Linked DNA regions of Anas platyrhynchos: region 2 is linked to region 1. A link is a contact called in public Hi-C data. All regions are on one chromosome and are shown on one strand. The core of a region is the stretch at or near the end of the contact, and the rest is flanking DNA. Distances in the headings are between cores, read along the strand shown.

Evidence for each region. A called contact is a pair of places that touch in the nucleus more often than the background predicts.
Region 2: a Hi-C map of subcutaneous adipose tissue shows a contact between it and region 1, with 4 times the contacts expected there. The contact joins two enhancer-like sites. A contact is called at or near these places in 2 of 8 Hi-C or Micro-C datasets (F5 follicle and subcutaneous adipose tissue).

Annotation. Positions count from the first base shown.
Region 1 is chr1:8,389,837-8,397,740 of IASCAAS_PekinDuck_T2T, reverse strand. No RefSeq gene overlaps it. Among named protein-coding and RNA genes, the nearest start is that of SEMA3D, 270 kb to the left of the region's middle. Within about 2 kb of position 3,615, at least 1 of the 8 cell types and tissues checked has an H3K27ac peak or open chromatin away from gene starts, as enhancers often do. A contact at or near this core is called in subcutaneous adipose tissue, where this site is marked.
Region 2 is chr1:8,770,795-8,778,698 of IASCAAS_PekinDuck_T2T, reverse strand. All of the region lies in intron 11 of SEMA3D (semaphorin 3D), which reads right to left. Among named protein-coding and RNA genes, the nearest start is that of SEMA3D, 110 kb to the right of the region's middle. Within about 2 kb of position 5,223, at least 1 of the 8 cell types and tissues checked has an H3K27ac peak or open chromatin away from gene starts, as enhancers often do. A contact at or near this core is called in subcutaneous adipose tissue, where this site is marked.

The DNA.
Region 1 (7,904 bases), core at 2,366-4,865:
AGACCCCAATAGCAGCAGCCCCAATCCCCCTAGCCAACTCCTCCATATTTATTGTTGAGCACAGCATCACGATATATGGGATATCACTTTGGCCAATTTGGGTCAGCTGTCCTGGCTGTGTCCCCTTCCAGCTTCTTGTGCACCCTTGGCCTCCTCACTCTCAGGGTGGTACAAGAAACTAAGTCCTTGACTCTGTGTAAGAACTGCAACAACTAAATATCGGTGTGTTATTAACATTATTCTCATCCTAAACCTAAGACACAGCACCATACCAGCTACTAGGAGGAACATTAACTCTGTCCTGGCTGAAACCAAGACCTGCATGTTCATGAGAAGACACTGACAAGAAACTCAGTCATTTAGAATGGACCTGTTATTTTTGGAAATACAAATCTTTCCCCTGCCAATAAAGTTTATTTAGTATTCCAGTCAAAGCACACTTTCCTGATTAATTTTCCATTAAAAAATAACTCATAAATTGTGCTTCCCAGCCTCTTTATCTCTCCACAGGTAAAGATTATTGTGTGCTACAAGACACATCTTTGTGGAAGTCCATTGAAAGTACATCTACAGTGTATGATGGTTACTTTATCATGAGGAACAGAGAATGAGAAATCCAAAATAAAGAAACAAAGATCTTTTTTCTCTGGTCGTGCAATAGAACTGGCCAGAAATACTCACAGTTTTAACGTGATTAAACATTGGCTAGGGACTACTGCGGTAGAGGTTCCTCACTGCTTAGTATTCAGTATTACCTTTTTCTAAGATAATCAGAGCGTCCTGGGATTTTTCAGGAAATTTTGATTTCAAATAATTCCTGTAATTGCTGCTGTAGTTAATAAGACTTGAGAACATTGAAAATGATTTCAACAGGACTTGAGAACATTGAAAATGATTTCAACTAGACACTAATACAAGGACATTATTAACATAAGTGATCCTACTTGTGTGTTCAGAATTGAAAAAGTGACACGATAGTCACTGGAAGAATAAAAACAGCAGTAAAAGCTAAAGGAAAGAGAAATTTAAAAAGCATGTGATAGCTGATTAGACTAAAGACATAGCTGATTACAAGTTTATTTTTCTTTCCCCTTGTGAAGTGGCATTATTTACTTGAAATGGAGACTAATGCCACATAATCATCCAAATACTAAGTCTCTCTTCTGCTACGTATGAGTTTACCTGTATCCTAAAAGACCCTAAAGCCACATCATTGTGATAGGAAAATAGCACAGATTCATCCATTTCTTTCACATTGAACATTCCACAACTAGATTAATCTTGGGTAATTACAATGTCAGGGCATGAAATGTAAAGATACTTTCTCTTCATTTTTGTAGTACTGTGTTCAGCTCTGAGGCCCCAACACAAGAAGGACAGGGACAGAACCAGTCCAGGGGGAGTTTAAGGAAATAAGAGAAGGAATTGCTTACGGAGTCTAACATAAGATTAATTCTGCTAAAGTCTGGTTTAACTTCATAGTGTGAGGAATAAGAAACAAGCTTCCTTGCCTTGACTGCTAAAACCAATGTGTGAAGCCTATCTAGTCTTAGTTCATTTAGAAGCACCAGATCTACTCTTTTAATGACTGTTTTTACTGGTCTCTAATTCTATTATTAAAAAACTGACACTTTCAAATTAGTGCACTGAATGTGAGGTAGATCTTAGCCTGACGGTCCAGACACAATCACATCTGTGAGTCCAACATTTTATGTGTGCCCCACTAACACTGTTCCTACATGTAGGTCTCCCAGACATGGGTTGTCTATGTCCAAAACTGAGCACCATCAGTCAGTGACTATGCACTTATAATTACATTGTATAAATAGCATTTTTAAAGGGACAAATTGCCTTGAAAAAGTATATCTTCACATGCTTACCCATGCAGGAGGAGTTTTAGCTCTAAAATACAGAATAGTTTATCTACATGAAGATCTTTGATTCTCTCCTAAATGTCAACAGCAGGGGCTTTTGTCTCCTGACTGCTGGTACTCCTTTTCAGGTATCTTACTACAAGCTGTTAAAATTTGAGCTTTTAAAACAAGGAAACATGCAATAAATTTAGGTCATGATTCACTAAAACTTTATGGTTTCAACCTCCTTCACTTAACCAGGTAATTAAGAGCTTAATCAGGAGCTAAGTGGTTGAAGCTTAAGTGAAAATGTATCTATGATAAAGGAATGTTCTTTGCATATGCATATGCAGAAGAACTAACAGAGCTGTAAATGAAGTGGTACAAACAATCATAGCACATATTTTAACCGCAGTAGGATGGTGATGAGAGATTATTATTGTTGTTGTTGTTGTTGTTGTTTTCTCCCTGTAAAAGCCCTAACCCCAAGAAAAAGATAATTACTTAGAAGTTCAAGGGAAAGATAACACCCTGACATCCAGCATGCAAGAGGGCAAAACACTGATGTAGTCCCCAACTAGCTTGTAAACACACATGGGTTCCACATGTTCTCTTCTGATCTGGTTTCTGTCTCTGAATGGAAGGGTAGGAAAAGACATTGCTAGTCCTGGGGACCCTGACTTTTTATCAGGCCTGTGATGTTTGTTCAACAGATCCAGCTGACTGGCCCTTCTTTAATGTGCCCCTGCAAATGCTGCTATAAAGCTCCCACATAGCTACCTTTCCAAAACTGCCCTGTGGATGGAACAAACCTTTAAAAACTGGAAGATTAATTTACTCTTTAATTAGGTTCTTGTATGTCTGTAGCATCAAACTATGTAAACACAAGATCTCATTTTTATAGACCACAGTTATAGCAAAGAAAAATATTTAATAATTTGCTTAAAAAGCTAAATCAATAGATATTTTCAAAACTGGCTACAGACAGCAGTACAAGGTATGTTGTTGTTGTCCAGGAGACCAGAGAGGAGACTGAAAGCTAGCAAAAGTCCAGGGAGATCCAGTGCTGTGGCTTGGTCATTTTTTCCTGAGCATGATAAGGCAAAAAGCCCAAAAGCGATTCATGATGAAGTATATAGGTTAATTTTTTCCTGGGAGAATTAGAGATTCCAAAAAGATTTTTTTTTTCATTTTTTGAATGGGGACAAAATCAACCCCCGGATTTTCATAGTGCAAAATAAAATAAAATAAAATAAAATAAAATAAAATAAAATAAAATAAAATAAAATAAAATAAATAAGCCCACATGAAATGTATTTTTTCTGAAGTGTTTTTCTTGGTTATCATCTTTAAGACAAAGCACTCCTGACATGTTCTATTCAGAGATATAGAAAGAAAGGTAAAGCATTTTAGCAGTACTGATAAATCCTTCATTTGACCCCGAAGAATGGTTGTTACTGTAACATGCAGGCACGTACAAACTCTTGCAATACTTTATGCTGCAAATAGATTTTTTTTAACATCATCCTGAAGACAGAAGATTGGAAGAGGGATAAATTCATCACTTTTTTTTTTTTTAATTATTATTATTTTTTAAAAAGCACATATTTTTTAAAAAGCAATGCTTTCTGGGAGTTCAGATATAGTATAATTGATTTCAGAAACAGCCAAAAGCTTCACACCAGAGATACTGTTGCAATCACTTAAAGCTATGCTCTGGCCTTTCAAGCCAAAGTATTTGTGTATACTTTTTTCCTCAGCCTTCCTACTTAGAACATCATGTTTGTCTCCACTAGCCAAATCATAAAATCTGGCAGATGTTGCAGTACTTTGTAAATAGGCCTAAAAATTAAGAAAGCCAATTCTTCATATACTTTAGATCTGTCACTGGAGAGTGCTGAGATGCTTCTACATAGAACATGATTCCTCTGGTTCTTCCTTTGGTCATTCTATCTGAGGATGGTCTATATTTCATTACATCTAAGAATGATGCACAAGGCAATTGTTCACCACCCACCAACCGATGCCTAACCAGTTCCCAAGCAACAGCAGTCCTCACCCCCCAGCCAACTCTTCCCAGTTCTGTTGTTCAACATGATGTCATGTGGTATGGAATTATTTTTTTTTTTGGCTAGTCTGGGTCAGCTGTCCTGGCTGTGTCCCCTTCCAGATTCTTGTGCACCCCCAACCTGCTTTCTGGCAGGGTGGTATAAGAAGCCAAAAGGCTTTGACTCAGTATATGCACTTCTCAGTAACGACTAAAACATCAGTGCATTATCAGCATTATTTTCATCCTTCAGTCAAAAACACAGCACCATGCCTACTACTAGGAAGAAAATTAACTCTATACCAACTGAAACCAAGACACCATGAGCAGCCAATACAATGTACTTTAAATCAGGAATAGTCACTTTCAAGAGACATACATTCAAGAGACACTTCAGGAGACATTCCCAATGAATTGTAGGGGAGGCTTAATAAAATGTATGGATATTTGCTTTTACCAGTGAAATATTATGTCTCTTAAAAGTTACATAGGAATTCTAAACTTTAAAATTAGTATTGTCTATTTATGTATTTACCACTGTTTTTCTGAACACTATGAATGTAGAGGAGGCAGCCAATATGACAAACAATAGTGGACAACATTTGAAGGTCCTAATTTTTGTGTTCATTATGATCCTTGCAGAGATCATAATGTTTAGTGGTTGATATCACTCACTTTGTTTTTCGTTTCTTTAAATTAGTTCTATTAGTTCTGTTTGGTTTTGGCAAACTGAACTGTGCAGTCTGCTTTTCTGCGGGTGTGAGGTCTTGCTACCATCTAGTGGTTAAAATGAATCTTTGCATTATTCTCAGTATGCTGACTATTCAGGGTTGGAGGCTATGTCGTGTCCATATCTAAGTAGGAAAGTATGACTTTTAAAGTATGATGTATATCATAACAAGAAAACTGTGCTTTAGACGTCCACCTATTTCAAAAGAGAAATCTGTGCATAATTTTATGTTGAATCCTTCTAACATTCTAGTTAGTGAGACCTGCTACATCTCACTCTTGATCTTCAGACAGCCATAGTGACTAACTCTGATATGAATAATGAGAACTTATACCTAATGGCAAAAAATCTGTTATAGTGGATGCTGGACACAAAGAGAGATATTGTCTAGATAATCTTTACAACATCTTGAGTTTAACAGATAGACATAATTGGTGGAATAAAAAACGAGTGAACCACCCAGGACATGATGATATTGTACTGGACAGCAACAAAACATAATAAATAAGCTGCTTGATCACTGTTCATAACTGTCTTCACTCTTGTTTCTGCACAGTCCCCTTGCAAATTCATTGTCCTTTGCAGGGAAAATAGATATATTTCTTATTCCCAGGTGGGGAATATCTTTTGGATTTTTACTAACATCTACAATACTGGCTCAACCATCTAGTGACAGACCTATTAATAAACCATAAAAGTTGAGCTCAAGAATGCTGTATGGATTGGTACTTTGGGTAACTCTGGGAAGTTTGATACAAGAAGACTGATTCAATCCAGCATAGAGAACAATACTGGTAGTTTCCACAGCCTTGTCTTTACCACAGGATCATAAGGTATTCTATTATTGGTCTCAAAAGTGCTTTCTTGTATTGGTAAAGCCTTTTTAGGGTAAATCCTTATTTTTCAATAAGATCTGGATGCCAACATTTATTTCAAAGCTGTTTTTACTGTTTCACTGGATTCCTGAAAATTACAACAGTTAGGGTTTGTTTACTTATGCATTCCAGACGTGAAGCCTTTGCTTCTTCCCCTAGCCTTAGGGAAATGTCTAGCCTAAAGGTAATAGCTAAGTGGAAGTAAGTACTGTACACAAAAGAAATCCTACATTGAGAAATACCACTGGAACAGATGGAGGAGAAGCAATTGTAAACCGGTAAAAACAAGGATGAAAACAGCTCTGGAAAAGTGTGGGAATTAAAGTCTTTTCTTTCCCAACTTTTAAATGTTTGATGTTATGCAAGTGTTGCTTTCATCTCATAATAACAGCACAGGCTAGAAAATACAATTTAAATGTGAACATGAAAGATCCATCACATTAGTGTTAGGTCAGGTGTTGGACTAGGTGATCCCAGAGGTCTCTTCCAACCTAAATGATTCTGTGATTCTGTGATTCTGTGATCTCTACCTCTTGGCAGGCCAAGATGCACAACCTGAACATGTTCAGTCTCCCTGCAGCCTCTTCTGTTGCTGAACCAGTATCTGAGATGGTGTCAAGTGTATGAAGTCAAAAAAAAAAAAAAAAAAAAAAAAGATTCTTTGTGGAGCTGTACTTGCACAGGGAATGTATTATGCAGTACAATTCAGGGCTTAATGGTTTTGAACTAGAAAGCCCACACCACGTCTGCAGGCTCAGATCTTCTCCTGCCTTATAACACCAACATGTAAAGTGTGTCTTCATGAACTGATGGATAAATCAGGCACAGATGGGTAAACATTGAGCAATTGATATCTAGCTATTCAGTAAATAGAAACTTTAGCTTCATCTAGAAGCTAATAGGGTTGCAAGACTACTTCAAAGCTGAAGAGTTTAGGGCCTACTATTGTTTCAAGCATGTAGTATAGATTAATATACTTTACCAGAAGCAATCCTCCAAACTAAAAACACCAAGGCAAATTGGCAGTCCCTTGTGTGGAAGCTGCTTTGTGGTTAAACAGATTACTAATGCAGATCCAGCAGCCTCAGCAAGGACTTGATTTTTCAGTGAAAGTCTTCATATCCCAGTAGCCAAGAGTCAGGCTACAGTAGAAGGACACAGATATCCCATAGCTGTGTTAGGCAGGTGTTGAGGGATTCTTGAGATAGCAAGGAGGCTATGACTTGCTTCCTCTGAGCAAACCAAATTGCCAAGATGAGTATGAGAAGTTCCCATGATCTACGTTCCCACACACACGATTGAGGAATTAAAAAATATTGTTGCCAGCAGCTGGCTTCAAGGACAAGGTCTACGTGACTGCTAATCACAAGGGGGGTGTTTTCTTGCAGGTGGGCTTGTTTTCTTGCAGTTGTTTGTCTGAGAGTTTTTGACCAACAATCTTGTGTGAGACACTATCCGCCCCTGTTAAGTTTGCTATAAAAGTCAAGCTGTTCGGGTAATAAAGTAGAGCATGATCTGACCATACTAGTGTCTGGCGTGTTTCGGCCATTCTTCCTGCAACAGGCAGGTTGTCGGATGTCAATAAAAAAACAACACTGAATTTGGTGGAGAAGTTGATGTAATAATAACAGAAAGCTGTGCTGAAAGAGATCTCCATATTAATCTAAACTATTGCCTAATGACAGGATCAAGTTCAATTTCATCATCTGTAACAGATGCTTGTGTTGAATTTCATAGAAGCTTCCATGACACAATTTCAGTCTCCTCAGGAAACCTCTTCCAGAGCTTTGCATTCCAAGGCTTTTCTGTAATCTAATCTCAGCCAGTATGTCAGTATTAACAGAGAAAGCAAGTTTTTTTTCTCGCTCTCTCTTTTTTTTTTTTTTTTCTGCACATTTTTTTAATGTTTGAGCATCAGTAAGTCACCCTGTAACTTCTTCTTTGTTCACTAAGCAACGCTAATTGAATATGTAACTTCTGTAGGAAAAACAGGCCAATTTTCTTCTTTGTCTAATCAAAGTCTAAAGACATATTGGGATATGCAAACAGATCTGAATGTTCTTATTTCTGGATAGGGACACTAGTAGCTTGTTACAAATATGACACTGGCTGCCATACTTCCAGATTCACCCAGTTTGTGTTCCTTGATGACAGAAATCTGCAAATCTGTGTGGAGTTCCTTTATTCCCAAAACTACCACAATAACCCAAAACGTGACAAATCAATTAAAGTGTGTGTGTATATTTCTGTATATTTATGTATGCTTATATTAATTAAGAGAAATGGAAACATTCAGAGATAAACTTAAGTGAACATGAAAGGATATAATTGTACCTTCCTATCCCCAAGCCCTCTATTATTAGGAGTTTATACTTCATCTAGTATAAACTGAGTCACTT
Region 2 (7,904 bases), core at 3,974-6,473, 380 kb before region 1:
ATCTATACAGAACCACAAAAAAAAAAAAAAAAATATTCTTTGCATCCCCAACCATGCAGTAATTCACTTTCCCCCTCACTGCGTACTAGAGGTTGATTTCCCTTACATGTACATTTTCTGTGGTCCATACTACCACCCACTAACTCTGAGTTACAGGTCACATCTTATGGAACTTTGCTGATTGCTCACCTATTCATAGCTCAATCTCAGAAGTCCATTTCTATTTGGAAAAAAAAAAAAAAAAAAAAAAAAAAAAAAAGGAGTAGACCCACAGATCTTAAAAATGTCCTAAATTTTTGCCAAAAATTTATCAACAGGGGAAGATGAGAGAGCAATGGCATCATTTACTAAAAAATTACTAGGATAAAATGTCTACCAATATGGAACTATAAAGCTGTTGAAGTATTACCAAAGACTTAAACCCTACCATGCATAATATAGGGAAATCTTTGCCAGTTTGCAGAGCTAATTTAGTAGAAACAAGAACTAAGGGTCTGATCCAAAGATCCACTTGAGTCAATAGGAACTTTTCCAATTATTTCAGTAGGCTTTGGATCTCATCCTAAGACAGCATGACCACCAGGAGCAGCTGGGCAGGTGTGACCCTGTTATGCTTGGCCAAGGGAACTATTTCCAAAGGCATCACTAACTGTGTCATGACGGATGGAACAGGGGAATGAAAAATTCATTTGGGCCACCCTTTGGCAAAGTCCTCAGGCAGCTGTTTGAAGCTGTATCCACCCATCATAACAGAACAATTCCTGTAGGTTTGTGCTTCCTTTCATAGCAATCAATAGGCTGCACAGAGATAAAGGCTTTATGGCCAAGTAAGTAAGTGAAGCAGCATTTCACCTCTGAAAATGTGAGTTCTTATCCTGGTGTATGTCATATGTGATAATGATATCAGTGTTTTCTGTCCGGTTCACATTTATTCACATCAGCAACACCAGATGCTGTTTCAGATATGTGACATCTTCCACTGGAGACAATAAAAGATTTGCATTTATATCAAATGTCACAGGAATACACTGCCAGGGATGTTTCATGTGGTCTACAAGAGAGTCTGGCTCCATAAAAGTTCTTAGAGTATCATCATTATGCTATCTCATTGGCTTCTGCTTTTGCAACAGACATGGGATTCATCTCACCTGACCTAAATTATCTTGGCCGTGTTTGAGCTGCGGACTGTCTCTTTCCTTCTGATAGAGAAGTCTAAACAACTAGCTCAGATTAGATGCTTTTCTTTTAGATAGATGAAGTCAAGAAAAATTAAATTAGTAAAATTAGTACTGCTAGGTAGGAATCTTGCAGGAAACATATTCACCATGTAATTTATTCTTCAAAGTTTTCAGGTGTTCACTGTCATAAATGGTATCTTTATCTAAATGTTCAGAAGTGAAAAGTAAAAGACAAAAACAAGCCTCCAAAACAGAAACAGAGTTAGAATTGTTGAGTATCTCTATTCAATCATTCTATATACCCCTATATGAACTTTTAAAGAATCAATTCAGTAGTAACTTAAAGCCTTTCCAGTGTCTTCAGTATGAGCTCACTTTGACCCTGGACCAAGTCCTAAGCCCAGGTGATCTGCAAAAATACTTACTTATTCCCTCGTCTTTTATTTGTATCCAAATGCAATCATGAATTGGTAAATTAAGGCTAATCTCTCAAATAAAAGCAAGTAGGCTTTAAGTTAGCAATACTGCACGTCTCTCTCTCTCTCTCTCTCTCTTTTTTTTTTCTTTTTTTTTTTTTTTTTCCTTTTTTCCTCTCATTTTATTAAATTTACAACTTAGTAGAGTGCTGGACGTGTAGATCTCACACAATACTAAGATGTATGGTGTGACTGTGTTAACATTATATGGGAACCCTGGCCAAGATTTTTAAAAGCTGGTGCCAGAAGTAAGACTCCTAAATAAACATCCAATTTGCCAAAATCATAGTGCTTTACACCAGCCAGTGAAGTCAGTAAGAGCTGCTGGATCTAACACCTATTAAAACTGCGACAATTATTTGGGAATTTTAATTTAAGGTATGTAAAAAAAAAATCCTTTTCATTTTATTATGTATCTTTAATTCAGCAGTGCTGTTGTCTGCTGATCATTTTAAAATACAATGATGCTCCCTATGAACTACAAGAGTTTCAATTTCAAATGTGTCAAAAACCTCGTTTTAAAAGAGACTTGTCACATTTACCCTTAGACCCACTTAACAATGAGATTCAAACACATAGGCTAGGTGCAAATTTGGGGACTTGATAACAGTGACTGAAGCAGGCATCTGCTGGGGAGATCTTGCAATATCCAGGCTGGAAATTTTCATGCATTTCACAAGCAGTACTAAGCACCAGACCAGCAAGGCACTCTCATGGGATCATCTCAAGTAGCCAGTGTGAAACATGAAAGAATGGAATACTACTTAAATCTCTCTCATTTTGGGGGATTAGATGCCTTAGCCTGGGCTTCCCTTCTGGTAGAGGTGTCCATTTGTTCTAGACACATGGACCAGAGCCATTCTGGGAGCTCCCCCCTCCTTCCTGTTTGAAAGTGTTTTCACTTTTCATGGGATAATTAGGTCTCAGCTTAGCCAAGAGTAGAAAGAATATTGCTTAGATGTTAAGCAGGAATGGAGAAGATCTGTTTTCCACTGGAAAGCTCTCTATTTTATATTACTCTTGCTAGGTTCTCTAGCAAGAACTAGAGAACCAGACCCTCCCTCGGAGGGAATGTACTAACTGCAGCCAGGCGCTAATACTGACGCTGTCCTTTTCGCTCAAGCTCTCAGTAAATTAATGTTTAACTACGTAGGAGTTAATATGGCTGTATAATCAGCATTCTCCTGCTGTGCAAGGTAGAGCTTTCCAAACTCCAAATGAGTTCCATTATCAGTGAACCATCAAGAAAAAAGCAGAGAAACACAAAAAATACCTACAGCTAGTCACTTCTGTGTTAAAAGGGGATCCTCTACCCACCCAACAAACTGAATTTTATGTGCATATAAGTTTAATGAGAAATGCAGGTTCTGAGGACTGAGCCACTGAGATGTAGCACTGAGGAACTGGTATGATGCCCAGAAGAACCTTAGGATATTGGGTACTTATATTTTTGGATATTCTGTGATTTACATGACAGCCAAGAGATGACTCTTGGGGCTTAAGCACTTAATGTGCTGGAAGGGACTCCGTAATAATCTGTTCTGGAGAAGGAACTTCAATTCCTGAGTATCCTAAATATGGTTTGGCTTCTTTTCTGTAGTCTGATCAGAGCTTCACAATACATTTTACATTTGGACACGCCCCTCTGAAACTTTAGTGTTTCTCTAGAGGATGAACATACTGTGACTGTCCATCTTGTAAAGATGTTCACAACAACCTTGCAGCTTAAGCCTGAAAGAAGATGGGGGACAGCATATTGAGTTAGGTTCTGCTGGACACAGATACAGCCAAAATTTTAAATTAAATCAACGTCTAATCTCACTACACCCCCCTAAATACGCACACACACACAAACACATGCACACTCACACAAATAGGATCCCTAACATTTTTATTTTTTTATTATTAATTTTTTTAGCTATAGACTGTATTCCACTCGATGTATAAGGTTTGTTCTAATGTCTGTCTTGAACCCCTTGTATTGCTTTTCCATTTAACACACCTGTGTTGCTGTTAGCAAAGGCTGACATAAGTGAACATTAATGTGAGGTTAACAATCTGAGATCAGCTAGGTGAGTGAACTTGACTTTGTATGTGGCACTTTGCAATTTTCTGCCGACCTCAGCACACTGGAAAGGTGACTGGGTTCGCAGCCTTTTGAAAGGCTGCTATGAATTGAGAGGTGATTCATGTTGGGGAGAACATGTTGGTACGTAGGAGAAGGTGGGGGAGGCTTTCTCAGGAAAATAAACCTATAAAGTGAAACATTTCACTTAATTAAGCAGCCCCATTTACAGTGGGAAGATCAAAGGAGAGAGGAATTGGAGAAGCAAAGAATGCAGCCTATCCCATAAAAGATCAGGTAAAGAGAAAGATAAGTCTAAAAATAACAAAGGAAACCTGTGCAACCCTCAGTGTTTTATGAACATGCTTATTAAAGCAGGAAAATTAACCAGACGTGAGGACAGGAGGAGGCTTTTGCCAGACAGTATTTCTCTGTGGCTCAGCCAAGTCACAATGGGATGGACACCACATCTCAATGAGGCTTTGCAATGTATTAGCAGAAGAAATAAAGGGATTTCACTAAAGAAAGGAAGAAAAACCAACTGAGAAAGAAAAGAAAAATTGAGGAAGATCACAGAAAGATCTGAGGGTAAAGGAACTTATTAGAAAAAAAAAAAAAAAAAAAAAAAAAAAAGAGAGAGAAAGAAAGAGAGAGAGAGAACCATAAAGAATACAGAAGCTCAGAACCATATATTGGTATTCAGATCTGGAGTGGAAAGAGGTGAGATATAACACCACAAATGGAGAAAAGCAGTGACTTCTGTGCTGGGCTGTTTCTTGTAGCAAAGAAGTCAATTAAACTGCAATATGCTTTGCTGATCTAGAAATCTAGATACATTGTATTCAGTTTCGCTTTGAATAGCAGTTAAATACCTGGGCCCTATGACATACCAGACTATGTATTAATCTGCATCTTTAAACACTGATGTTCCTCTCAAAAGCTGGTCTCGGTGCAATAGTTACAGTTATATAAATAAACTAGAACTGCTGTTTTCTTCTAATTCACAGATAAATCTTGTTCAAAAGTCTTCTGTGATTACTAGGAGGGCATTATGAAAATTCTGGTTCAGAACACAGAATACATTTTAAAGGAAGTCCTTGAGGATTTCTTTATCAAAGGATAATTTTCTGGATGAAACCCTAAAAGACTGGAAGAAAACTGGACTTGTTATCTGGGGGCAGCTGCAGATATGCAAGTCCAATTGTTTAGGCATCTAAAGAAGAAAAAGAAAAAGCTTTCTTGGTTTTCAAATAGCCCTTTGTACCAGGCTGCCTGCTGCTTGATTCTCCTCTCTCTCTTTTTTTTTTTCTTTTTTTTTTTTTCCTTCATCTTCCAAACTGAAATAGATTTCAAGCCTTGCTTCCATTTAATTTCCACCATTTCCACTTGCTCTTTAATACTGCTGGGAGAAATTGGAGTAGAAATGCTGCATGCTTTGCAGCATCTGATCACAAGTCAGCCTGGCCAGGGTCTCGCAGGACGCCAGAGGGCAGGCAGACCCCACTGCATCGCCCTCATGATGCTCAGCATTGCCAAGGTATGATATCATGGTCATGCTGGGAGTTTATCTCCAACACAAATTGCCACAGGAAGCATTTTGTCAAAATTTCAATATCAAAGCGGTCACAGCCTCTATAGTGAACAGCTTTATTTACTTAGGAGATAAAGGCAGCTGAGCAAAAAGTTAAGTTAGGGTAAGCAGTCTCTTGCTTCTGTGTAAATGCTGAAAAGGAAGTCAATGCCTCTCGCAAAGACAAACATCAAAGTAAATGGATTTCCTAGTACTGCCATTTTTAGACTTTGCCAATAACTTAAAATATAAGAAATATAAGATTAGGGCAGTTTTGGCTATGCTAAGCTTTATGCAACACTTAAGTACAGCTTAAATTTCAAAAATGCTCTAGTAACTAAAAACTGGACAGATTATCCCTCTTTGGCTTTGTTCTGTGCATTCCTGAATCACCCCATAGTTGGCAAGAAATGGTGAAATTAATCTTTATAGAAGAACATTTCAGCATACAGACACACTGCAGCATTCTGTGGGCATGTAACATGCTGCTTCTTTTCCTTGTCTTTGAGCCCTGCACTGCCCTTCCAGATCCCACCCTAAATCTGCTCAGATCCAGAAATTTGGCCTAGTCCACTTCAGGATTAGAGCAAGGTGTGAATCCACCTCTTATTTGGGTACTCTATTTTAAACTACCAAGCCCGAAGTATGTTGTAATCCAAGCCTATTCCAGCTCTGTAAGACTAATGATAAATAAGTATGCAGCAATATGTTTACCTTATCTACATAGTAAATATTACAGATATCTCCCTTTAGAGAACTTTCTTCAGTAAAATTCCACTTCCCTTCTCAGCTCCTGATCAGACAAACTCCTACAGAAATCCACTGGGTACAGAGTTCCTAAGGATTTTTACCAGACCATTTTCTCACGGCTGTTATCAGGTGTTTAAAGGAAGCAGTTAGAGAGTGAAGGGGTTGCTCATGGAAAATATCCATTTACTTTAAACTTTCCAACTTTTAAAATACTTTTGAGTATAGATATTCAAATCAGTGATAAAGATCAGCATTGACATGCTTCAGCTTGACATGTTTCCTTCCTTGTGAATCCCAGCTCAACCATGTGATGGCTAATACACTCAAAAATGCAATGAGCTTATGACCCATCTATCTGTGCAGAGTGTTCATCCTTATGGGGCACTGTGAGGTTTTCAAGAGAGTTATTTTAATCTCTTTAGATACCATGGGACCAGCTATTGTTCTCACAGGCACCATTTTTGTACTTAAAACTAAACGTATCTGCACTTCTTAACCAGAGCTGCGCATGCTAAAATAATAATAATAGTAAAAGAATTAAATGTAGTCTTCTTTTCTGGGGGCACCATATATTCTGCATGAGAGAGAGATGTGTAATCCTGCAGTGTCTAAATTAGGAGCTTATTTGCTCCAGCAGCGCAGATCTTAGGCTGGAGCTGCCTTACTGTTTATGGAAAGCTTTCCTTTCCCACCCGCCTACAGTTCTGAGAGGAGATAATCAGAGCACATGGCATGACCTGCTGAAGCTAAAGATGACCAAATGCAACAGGGAGCAAGGTAATGGACCAAACAGTTGGATCCACTGGATCCACTGGATGATGAAGAAAACACAAAGATACAAGAAAGAGTGTGGAAAAAAAAAAAAAAAGAAAGAGGTAAATGAGCAAGATAATATGGCTTGAAGCAACGGTTACACCAATGCAGATGTCAGAGAAATAGTGTAGGGACAACCAGGTGACTTCTAGGCAAGGTAGGAGCAGCAGTCCAACCTCAGTAGCTCAGTATTTGGCTAGATTTATGCAGCTCTCTAGTACTAATGAATACTAGAATTCAATGAATACCAGACCAAGATAATGTAAAGATGTCCTGGATAGTATCTGTCTTATTCTTAAATCACTGCTCTTTTACAGTGATTGTAGCAAGAGTTGCTCAAAGTTTTGCTGATGTTTTAAAAGTAAATGCATTTTTTAGACATACCCTTTTCCCCCCAGCTGTAGCTGTGGGTTCATGCCTTTCCAAATTTAATATCAAGACAGAAGTACAGAAAGCCTTTACTAAATTCTTTCAACATTTTTGACCTGATGGTTACATCTCAAGTCTAACAGATTTGAATTTAGAATTTTTCGGGTATTAAACTTCACTTTTCCTCCTATTACTTGTCTTCCATCACACAAAATCTGTAACAACTAACTCTTTATTTCATTTCAAAACACAACACATGCCCAAACACACATGGTAGAATCAATGACCATATCTCAAGGAATGGGATTTTAACAAATGCAAAGTTAACAGAAATACAAGACTCCAAATAAAATACCTTATCATAATTTAATCCTCCATAAATAAATGTTTTTGGCTTTTTATAAAGTATTGGTGCCTCATAGGTGATCCCAACAAATGGAAATACAGCTGGACAGTAAGAGACCACAATAGGAGACAATCAGAAAATAAAAAGTCTGGACACAATGTTATCTCAAAGAAATGGAAAATGTATATTTATATATATAAACAGAAAAAGGGTAGGTAGAAGTCTGAGCTCTCAACAGAAGAGATAGGGTTGTGAGGATAATTTGAAACATCCTGAGTGGAAAATATAAATTGACAGTCCATGGAGGGGAGAAAAGTATGATTGCCTTTGAGTGAAA